Linked DNA regions of Rattus norvegicus: region 1 is linked to region 2. A link is a contact called in public Hi-C data. All regions are on one chromosome and are shown on one strand. Each heading gives the region's core, a stretch centred on a gene start, on an enhancer-like site or on the middle of the called end of the contact. The rest is flanking DNA. Distances are from core to core; before and after follow the strand shown.

Region 1 (5,354 bases), core at 960-3,459, 300 kb before region 2:
TGAGCATAGGCTGTGAGGTGTTTTTTTTAAAAAAGCTCTGTGAGTGGGTCTGCACTGTGTCTCTCATTCCACTGGAGCCAAAGGTGGTGTTTCTTTTGTTTATAGTATTAGTGTTATATTATTGGTGATCTCATTGTTCTTGTTTGTGACATGTTTACCTCAGTAGGACAGTTATTGTAGGAGGCAAGTCGGGGGCCAATCTGCCCACCGAACCTGCAGAACTAAAGAAAAAAGACTCCAATCTGTCCCGCAGGGTGCACATTACTCCTCTCTTGAATTGTTAAATTCTAATTATAGGCTGTTGGTCCCTGTTAGAGGCGTTTATAAGCCTAAATGCTGTTGCACACGGTCCTTTGCCAATAGGTGTGTTTTCGCTGTTGTTGTTGTATAAAACACGTTTGCGCATTTGAAGGACCAGAGCAGGTGAGTGTTCTCTAACCTGATGGAGGAGAAAAAGGTGGACTTTGACTCAGAACTGAGGGGTGGCAAAGAAAAAAAGGTCTACTTCATCTTAGTGTTTATTTAGGAGAAATTTCTGGAGCTCTCTTCCAGGTCTCTGACCAGTTGACACCTTTTTTTTTTTTTCTATTTTTTTTTTCGGAGCTGGGGATCGAACCCAGGGCCTTGCGCTTGCTAGGCAAGCGCTCTACCACTGAGCCAAATCCCCAACCCCCAGTTGACACCTTCTTAAGACACTCCTCTGACCATCCAAGATCTGCAGATCCCACAGCTTTCATTGTAATTGCCCCAGTTAGCCACCATATGGAGCTGTAGACATCATTGTCAACATGGAAGTCTACAGAGGAGTCATGTGGGACCTGTCAGTGCTTAGCACGATGCTCAGTGCACAGTAGGTGTCTTAGTAGTGTATTATGTCATAATGTTGTATTTGATAGTAGTTAATTATGATACAGAAGTCAATAAAAGCAGGAAGCAAGCCAGAAGGTCATGAGACATAAGGAAAATGCGCAGGGTGTGTCAAAGTAGAGCTCAGGAAACACTGTAAACCTCACTGAGAAAGACAGACAAAATAAACAGAATATGTGGTAGGATAGACCAGAGTACACTCACTGTACAGGAAGAGGAAGGGACGGTGTTATAAGGTGCAAACATCTGCATTAGGCTGAGAGCCGGTCACTTGGTGATGCCCTCTGTGGTCCCAAATACATTCTACAGCAAAAGCAAGAGGAAGCTTGTTTGTGTCCAGTCCCGGGTGTGCTTTCGCCAAAGAAGGGAGCAGATTTCTAAAGCAAAGTAGGTGCCGTTGCCACAGAATCCCTCTGTCTACTGGGTCTTCTCCTTCTCCCTCAGATACGGCTTTTACAGTCATCACATCACTAAGGGGGAAATCAATGAGGAAAGAGACATGGCAGAGATTGGAGATAATTCACGACTGGACTCGCTACTGTTGCTTTGGTAAAATATCCCGACAAACGTAATTCGCAGACAAGTTTATAACGGCTCACAGTCTTAGGGTCCAGCATGGTGGCAGGAGCTCAAGGCAGCTGGTCACATGGTACCCACAGTCAGAAAGCACACAGTGATGGGTGGGGGTTTTCACCTTGTGCCTCCTTTTCATTCAGTCTGTAACCCCAGTCCAAGGAAAGACACCACCACCTTAATTAACCTGATGTAGACAACCCCTCACGGACTTGCCCATGGCTGTTTCCTCCATAATCCTGAATCCCATCAAGATGATAAAACAATCACAGTGCTAGAGACCGAGGTGGAGATAGGTAGGAGAGAGAGTGAGAGGTCAAGAGAGGGAGCGGGAGGGAGGGGGAGGGGAGGAGGAAGAAGGGAGAGAGAACCAAGTATTGTTAACCCAAAACGTAGGTCCTGTCTCTTTCCTCTTGTATCTCATTGTGCTTTAAATTTATTCACTGCACCATACAATCTAAGCATCCAGTGATCCAACTTGATCTGAGCCCTTCTGTCCCATCGCCCCTAGAACAGCTCATCCGGCGGGGCACACGGAGGTCAATTTCACACACAACACACTGAAATGATGCGTTGTGAATTCTTTGCAAGGACTACTGGTTAGGGTGAAGTGAGGGTGAAACTAGTTTCTAAATCCAGCTTCCAGTAAAAAAATAAGCCATTCGACAATTCTTCATTGTGCGATGGGCTGAGAATACACCAGTGAGAAAGCAGCCGTGGCCTTTGCCCCCATGCGGCTTACAGAGGCAGAAAGGCAGTGGCAAGTCCTGCGTGATGTGGGAACGCCATCCATTCAAAGCCAGTGAGCGATGAATCAAGTGAAAGTCATAGCTGCTGCAGGCAGAGGGTCCCCGCAAAGACCATGTGACCCAGTGATGTCAACCTCCATCACTGTTTCCTGTGTGAGTCCTTCATTCGATGCAGGAATGCAGACCTGACCCTTGACAAGCACAGAGAAACCAAGAGCCAGGGGTATCCTTGGAGAAACGTGGTGTTCTAAAAGTGACTTTGTTTCATTCTGGCTGTCTTCAGCTTCCACCATATGCTAAAGGCACCACGGAGTGACGCTTGAAAGCTGACCACACACACGGCCAGGACTATTTCTTAGTAATAGATGGTGACCAAGGATACATGAGGCCCTAAGTTTGGCCCCCAACGCTGCAAAAGGTGGGCAAAAACTTTCCCTGGTTCTTGTCTTTTCCTAGAACTAATCTGAAACTCAAAAGAAATAACTCAAACCCAGCTTTTAAATCTTCACAATTTATTTAAACACTTCACTGAATTCCAGTCCTGGGAGAAATAGTCAAGATACCTCTTCGTTGGCCTAGGCAAAATTCTGCAGGAAGAATTTTCATCTTCATGGCAACCACATGAAGTAACATTAGTACTCAGAGAGGCATATGAATACCATGCCCAAGTCATCCAGCTAAGTGAGAGAATTCAAGCCTCCAGCTTAAGTCTCATAAAAAACAACAACAACAAAAAAAACAAAAACAAACAAACAAACAAAAAAAAAAACCAAAGGATCCTCCAGGAATCTGGGTACAGACAAAGTCTTAGTGAACTGGGTAGACCTCCATGATGCTAATGCGTACCTTCTCGGTTCTGAGGTTGTGTTGTTGGTGTTTGCACTATCCCTGGAGAGGACATGAACAAGTACCTACTTCCCTCACATAGGGAACCCATGACAGACTGAAGTGTGGATACCACCAAAGTCCAAACTTGGTGAACCCATGCATTCTATTGGAGTTACTTGCAGGAATATGGGCAAAGGGTTGCTTGCAGGAGCACAAATGACTCAAAGACAGCTAGCTACCATCATCTAAGCCCACCCAGTGTGTGTGACAGCTCATGAAAACTGGAAACCTGGAGCACACTGTATAGCAGGCAAGTAGTTCAACAGATTAGAGGATATCTCTTCCTGGCAGCTTATCTGATCTCTGCCTTTTCTAGGCAGTATATCTAGTTCAAGCCTCTTGCAGGCAGTTCTTCTTGCCTTAGAATGTCTCTCAGCAGTCCTTCCTGTTTATATAAGCTTGGTAGAGAGGAGCTAGTGCATCCGGTCGGTTTCAGGGACTTCCTGGAGCTTCTGAGTTGTTTCTACCCTTAGTCTTAAGGAACCTCTTTTAGAACATCAGGAATCCTGATGAGCTTCCCTCTAGGTTGTACAGAGCAAATCAGGAAACTACTGTACAACAGGTGGTACTAAAATTTTGGTGAGGGTGTTGTCTCTTGGGAACAGATTGGCTATGATTTTATTATTTGACACCCAGGAGCTCATTATAATCTTGTTTTGTCTTTTGGTAACATTTGAATCTACCCATAAGACGTTTATTAAAACAAGTGCTGGGCTAGGCTCTGTGATCAATTTCTTTACCCCCAGCTCTCAGAGAAGTTCATCTCCACAGGTAGATGATTGAGGGTCTGCTTTGAGAATGTGAAACACAAGAAGTAAAACCAGAAGTGTGCTTTACCTGGTTGGTCCACTGCATCAAATTTCAAGGCCATGTGTTCCCCAGAACAGTCCTGACAGTCATTATGTCCTCAATATTGCAGTGGACCCTGGCCCCTGACTTTCTAAGTGTGTACCAGACAAGTGACCAAGCCTCTGCCCTCCCTGAGAAAAGTGAGAAAAATGTAGTGGAGGTACAGAACAAGGTAGCTGTGCCCTGCTGTACAAGGCTGGAGTAGACCCAGTAGGCAGGCTAGATGGGTGTCCCTGCTGTTTCCTATTTGCAAACACCCTCAGTACAATTTTCCCCTTGATTTTGATTTGGAGGAACCCTCTCTCTCTGAAGGGGTTTTCAAAGCATAAACAGCAGTATGTATGTAGCCTTAGGCATCTGGGAACACTGCATGCCAGAACGGTTTACATCAAAGTTGCCTCCACATTTCATAATTCAGGCCTGAGACGTACAGGTGGACCAGTGGGTGGGGGTGACACCGTCTCTTAATAATCCAGGGAGATGCAAACATTTCTCCTTTATTTCTGACTTGGGAGAAGGGTTTTGGAAAGAGAAGTGTGTGTTTGTGCATGTTTGTACATGTGCGGCGCGTGTTTCTGTTCTCAGACTGACATTTACCTCGAATCTCCAAACAAATGGAGAAGTTATAGGGGGGGTCTCTGGAGAGCCAGGCTGGTGGTAAAGACGGCAAAAAGAGGTGTGAGTCTAAATCCAGCCACCAGGGGTCGCTAAGTCCCTTGCACGTTCTGCCGATTAAGCCTAGATAGCTCTGTGTCCATCCAGATGTTTACCCCTAGATCTATGGTGGCTATGTCTTGGATCAGAGTTAGGGCCAAGTGTTTGGTCCTTAGGTTCTAAGTCGACCCACAGTGTGGATAGTGCCTGGAGAGACGGCTGTGTCGGGGCAGGGCCTGGCTCCTGGGTTTACACTGGCCTTCTGAGGAACCCAGAGGTAACCGTAGGGAGTCAACTGCTGGGGGACCCCCACCAACCCTACTTGCTGATGTACTTAGCACAGTGACCTAGGCCTCTGTCTATGATAGGAGATGGTCGGGCTTTATGCTGTGAGGGTCCAAGTAGAGTCTGGAGGTGTCCCTCTTCAAGTCCCCTCTCCACCTCTACGGTCTTCCAGGGGACTCAACGGACTTCTTCCATGACCTGCGCAGGGGCAGCCTCTGCAGAGGATAAAGTAGGGGTTCCTTGTATGTGATGCTCAGATTAGTCAGGATAACCTAAGTACACTATGGGGACCAGAGAAGGGGTTTCAGCAAGAGGGCTTCAAAACACCCCTGGTAGTTCCACAGCTGGAGGTTTCCGCCTCCGCAGTTTCAACAAAGTAGAACAGGTGGAAAACAGAAAACGCTGGCCACTTTTAAATGTTACACAACTTGGTGGCTCCTCCAAGCTTTGGTCTTTCAAACAGAGGCTGGTTTCAGGCCATCCTCCAGT
Region 2 (5,625 bases), core at 1,496-3,995:
ACCCTTCCAGTTACTGGTTGTCTTGGTGATGACACTACCACCACGTCCTGGAGACAGACAACCCTGGCTAGTCTTGGGGCCAGCATAGATGTGACTCTTCAGGGCTACAACTCTGAGCAGTTGTACTTTGAACAGAAAGGTGGGAACTAATCTTTCTTTTGAGGCAGCTCTTACTACGCAGCCCAGGCTGGCCTCCAGCTCTTGATCCTCCCAATTCAGCTGCCTGAATGGCAGGATTATAGTCTGTACTACCACACCTGGACAGATATATATATATATATATATATATATATATATATATATATATATATATACACAACATATATGCACACATATACACACACGTATGTACACACATACATATATATGTATTATTATAAAGATACCTTTTCACTTTGAAGTATTTGTACAGGTTGCTGGCGTAGAGCAACCGGAGGCTGCACACTTTGTCATGTGGAAAATAGTAATCATTAGTGCCCCCTTCACCCCAGCGAGATCTTTGCAAAACCACAGTGGTTGTCAGAAGCAACTCACTTGCCACAGGAGAGGCAACCACCCCGTATTTGGCTTTTTATAAGTTTCTGTATCCACCATTATTCCTCCCATTTTGCTTTTTATTAAATCTCATTACTGTTCGCCTGTTTGTTTCGCTTCTCATGATGCTGGGCTGGGGGTGGGGGTGGGGAGAGCTGAGCCCAGGGCTTCCTATGTGCCAGGCAAATGCTCTGCTACTGAGCTGCTGTTCCCAGCTCGCCTATGGTGAATGATATTTTAGCACAATCCCATGACGTTTTCCACAGAACTTTCACACTCAATGCAGACTAGATTCCTCTGAGAAATACACTTTTCCTCCATGCCGTTCATTTCTGCGGTGGTTGTGTCCTTCAGAGCTCGTGTCATCCTGAGTCAAGCGGACTGTTGGCTTTTGAGTGGGCGTTCAGATGCTCAGGGTTCACTCACCAACCTTCTGTTGAGCTTTACACCCAAGATGCCTTTTGGTCTCTGCAGGTTGTTGGGGGTGAAATGGATGCCCTGGGGCTGAAGCTGAAGCTAGGCCTGGGCCTGGGGCAGGGGCAGGAGCTGGGACTGGGGCTGGGGCAGCAGCAGAGGGAGGGACTGAGGCTGGGGCAGGGGCAGAGGCTGGGGCTCAGGTTGGAGCAGGGCCTGGGGCTGAGGCTGGCACAGGGCCTGGGCCTGGGCCTGGGGCTGGGGCTGGGGCTGGGGCTGGGGCTGGGGCTGGGGCAGGGGCTGGGGCTGGGGCTGGGGCTGGGGCAGGGGCTGGGGCTGGGGCTGGGGCTGGGGCTGGGGCTGGGGCTGGGGTTTAGAAGGTAAAGCCAGCTGGTGAGCGAGTATAGGAGTTGGGGGTTCGATCCTCCGAAGTCATGCGGGTGCTGAGAGGTAGGTGTACAACCTTCCTGTCTAGCCTCAGAAGGCAAAGACTGATCTCCCGAGTAAGCTGTTGAGTAGACTAGCCATTTGGAGAGGTCTGGGTTTGGTGGTGAGACCCCGTCTTAATGAATACGGTGAAAGGATGATCAAGAATGATTCCCAGCATCAACCTGAGTCTCATGCACACAGGAAAAATAGGAAGAGGGAAACAAAACAAAACAAACCATCACCACCTGAGCTTTCTGGGTGCCGGATGACTGTTTAACATATGAAAGCCTTACCCTGGCACACTATAAAACTCTGTGGGAAATTAATCTTTGAAAAGTAAAACACCCCATATTTTCTTATCTTAAAAAGAAAAAGAAAATTAATCTGGATGCCTGTGCTTCCTGTGTGTTTATACCGAGTCTATTCAGGTAGAGTGAAGCCATCATGAGGAGGACATTTGTTCTTGCTCAAAGGAGCCCAGCATTAGACCAGAAATGGGACACGTTGAAATCAATTTAGTGTCAACCACATCAGCCTTCCCAAAATTGTAGGTTTTACAGAACCTGAAAACGGAGCTTGTTTATTTGGTTGAATTTAACTGTGAATCATATGCTTCTGCAACACAGAGAGAAAAGTCAAAACAGATTGCAGGCAGGTCGCAAAAAGCTCCTCGGCAGGCTCACCTCGCCTCTCACCCAGCCCCCACTCAGTTATAGAGCACTGGAGGGGAGAGGAGAAATTATAAGGGTGCCGTCTTTGGACACCACCTTTGCTGTTTGCATTTTGAAAGGCTGCTGATGAGAGCTTTCGTTTGAATGGAGAAAATATTGGCACAGATCAGAGACCTGTAAGGTGACAGCATCACGGAGCCCAGAGAACCCAGGGTCGCCAATGAGACTTGCTCTGAAATTGTCCCATTTCCTCTAGCTGAGAGAGACTCTGTCTGGGGGACACAGCACAAGGCACCTCAGGGTAACTGTTGGCATCCAAATGGAGAGAGAGAGAGAGAGAGAGAGAGAGAGAGAGAGAATATGAATATGAATGAATTCTGAATGCTCCCAGGTACCTATGGGCACTGGATGCTTTTCATAAAGCCAGAAAGAGTTGGGCAGCTCAGTTCTCAATAAGGGTTGCCAGGGCTTCATGCCAAGTTGAGACTTCTGTTCCTGGGACTCAGCAGGGCTTAAGCACTGAGTGAGACAGAAGAGACCACTACACCTAATCCATTTGTGACAGCCTTGGTGACGTACTTAAGTCTCTTTGAGTTGTCCCACAAATCTAGGAAAACTGCTGGCTGTCAACTCCCAGAACCGGGGTGAGTAGGTGGGAAGGCTGAGGCTGGCACAGAAAGCTTTTGTTTCTCTCTTAAGGCCACCTCATCACTGGGGAGAATGTACTTGGCTAGCACTGACGCCAGGGGCAGCTGTAGCTACAGCCCACACCACTGTGAGAAGAAATCCAGTCAGCCCCAGGGCCGGTTTTCCTTTCCCCATGGTGGGTGCGTGGAGGGAGAGCTGTAGCAGGAAGTGGAGTTCATAAGGGGCCGAACTTTCATTTCTCTGGCTTGGTTGGGGGAAACCAAGCCAGAGAAATGAAAGATCATCCCCCACCATTGTTGTATCTCCCAATAGATTCTAAATACCAAGTGGTTCAGGTAAGTTATGTCTTTCAGAAAGGAAGGAGAAAACTAACTCATCTGCAAACTGACTCTGTGACCCTGCTCCATGGGAAGCACTCAGAACATCCTGCCACTCCCTTCTGGAACTTGCAGTCCATTGTCATAATGAGACAGGGAAGCACAGGAGGGTTCACCAGGTGTAGAGCCAGGGTGGGTGAGGAGGGCTCATCGGTACTCTCAGTGTGAGCATTTCTCAGAGGTGAGAGGCTGATGTGTTCAGAGGCCTCTTGTTCCTCTCCCTGTAAATCAAACTTTGTAAGGGCAGAGGAACAATGTGTGTGTGTGTGTGTGTGTGTGTGTGTGTGTGTGTGTGTGTGTCTGTGTCTGTGTCTGTGTCTGTGTCTGTGTGTCCATGTGCGTTTGCTCACGTCACGCAGCTGGATGTGGAAAGGTTGAATTTGAATCCATACCTCTTGCCATCCACCTAATGAGCTATTTAATGTTCAAGCTAATTCTCTAAGTTGCTGTCCCAGTGGATTAAATGACAGAAGCCTATTTTTGGGGACCACCCCAGACTGGAGGGTGAGCTGAGAGCTGTTTGTCTCTGGTGTGTGTGTGTGTGTGTGTGTGTGTCTGTGTGTGTGTGTGTCTGTGTGTGTGTGTGTGTGTGTGTGTGTGGTGTGTGCGCGCACACACACACACATTGTGCACATTGGGGGCAGTGAGGCACAGAGATGACTCTTGCCTGGGGTTCATTCAGGGCAAAGCCAGTCAAGTAAGTCCATGTTCAGTAGTTGAAGATGCCTTTGAACCTAGCAGGGCAAAACGAGCTGCCTGTCCAGGCTGTAGGAGGAGACAAGCAGACCCCCCAAAGGAGCACGGGTTCCGAGAGTACCAGTAATAACCATCTGGCCAGCTAGCCATAGCTCTCCTCCCTGATTGTGGTTGAGGAGCTTGGTTCTGGATGAGCCTGTCTAAGCAGGAACTCAAGCAGAAGGAAGTGGCTGTTCAGGTCAAGGTCATTTTATAGGAGGATTAGATTTTATTCAGAGACAATAATATGAGACACAGTGTGGCTTTAATCCCAGTTCAAAGAGAGAGCCCAGTTTTTGAGTTTCAGCGTAATACATGTTGTCTTGAAGCTGGGCAGGACCTCCCACCTTCCAAGCGTTCCAGCAGCTGGCTGTCCCCGTGGTCATTTCAGAAGCTGTCCCCCAAACCAGTCCCACTTGTTATAGGGAATATTAGTTAATTTTCTATTACTGTGATGAAACGCCATAACCAAGGCAAGTTATAGAAGAAAGTGTTTAATTTGTCTTATGTTTCCGGATGGTTAGAGTCCACCATGGCAGAGCAGGTAGGAATAGGTAAACACGTAAGCAAACAGGAAGCAGGGGAAGCTAACTCGTCTCTTGAAACCTTCCGGCTCACCCTCAGTGGCCACACCCACTAACTGGGGACCAAGCGTCCGCTTGCCTGAGACAGAGAACATCTCAAAGCACCGCACACACTGTGTGTGCTCTAGTTACAGTTGTGTGTTCCGGTTACAGTTTTGACTCAGAGCGGTGTGTTCAGCACAGTTGGCCTCTCAGGTTCTGGGAGAGAGCAGCATGCGTGTTCAGTCATAACGCACAGTTGAGAACCTGAGGCATCCTAGTGCCTGAGTCTTGGACTGTGAATCCCTCTGCCGTCCCACACTTAGACTGTAGGCCCATTGGGGTCAAGACACTGATCTTTCCAATGGGGAAGCGGCCCTCAGCCAGACCCGTAGAAGTGGGGAGGACTTCCACAGAGATTTTATTTAGCAAGACATAGATGGCTCCATAGAGAAAGCTGGGGCTCCGCCTGGTGGCCGACTGCAGAAAAACAGCCGCTGTCGGAAACAGGAAAAGCATTACGCTCTGGTGGGTTTTACTTCTGTGGGGTTTCCTGGGAGGAATCCCTGAAGAACCACCAAGAGCAGACACATCCTGGGAAAATAAAATAAAAACGTCTCCGTGGCGAAGACCTTGAGTACCTTTGCTAATCATCTTTAAGGGGGAGGGCTTGAATTGACAGATTGGTGACCAAATACTGTTCTGCTCAAGCTGTACCGGGGTCAGGGGGATTACCCCTTGAATTGCTTCCGAATCCTGTTAGTCCTCGGAACAGAGGGTGAGCTGGACTGAGTATCTTAGTTCTTGGGGATGTCCCGGGACTAGATGCCTTGTCTCCAAATCTCTGCCCTTTAGCTTAGCTGGGACATTGCAAAAGCCACTTTAGGGGTGGGGGTTCATTTCCAGTCCTGGGTTAAGTGAGGCTTGGGGGCAAAGGAGCAGCTTTGTAAGCCCAGGCAGTCAGCCCCATGTTCCCTACTGTGGATATGCTTGTCTACCCTGAGGTGCCTATGCTGATGTAGGTGAGGCACAGGGAGAGTTGGGGGAGGGGAGAGAACAGAGAGTGAAGGGCGTCCAATGCATCAAGAGGCTGGGTGTGGGAAGAGAGAGGTAGCTTCGAAGCTTGCTCTACCTCACTCCACCGGGTTAGTCATTTACCTCAGGGTTAATTTTAGAGCCCTAATCTGAATTATGTTTCTTATATCTTAATTATTAAAGTATTATTACTAATCATGATCTTGATAATAGCCGACC

The links. A called contact is a pair of places that touch in the nucleus more often than the background predicts.
Region 1: a Hi-C map of Schwann cells shows a contact between it and region 2, with 9 times the contacts expected there. The contact joins two enhancer-like sites. A contact is called at or near these places in 10 of 12 Hi-C or Micro-C datasets (the A7r5 cell line, Schwann cells, frontal cortex and 6 more) and 1 of 1 datasets of contacts at active chromatin or transcription factors (oligodendrocytes).

Annotation. Positions count from the first base shown.
Region 1 is chr1:268,344,281-268,349,634 of GRCr8, reverse strand. No RefSeq gene overlaps it. Among named protein-coding and RNA genes, the nearest start is that of Kcnk18, 14 kb to the left of the region's middle. Within about 2 kb of position 2,209, at least 1 of the 93 cell types and tissues checked has an H3K27ac peak or open chromatin away from gene starts, as enhancers often do. A contact at or near this core is called in Schwann cells, where this site is marked.
Region 2 is chr1:268,047,146-268,052,770 of GRCr8, reverse strand. It overlaps a transcript of Hspa12a not described here. Among named protein-coding and RNA genes, the nearest start is that of Eno4, 33 kb to the left of the region's middle. Within about 2 kb of position 2,745, at least 1 of the 93 cell types and tissues checked has an H3K27ac peak or open chromatin away from gene starts, as enhancers often do. A contact at or near this core is called in Schwann cells, where this site is marked.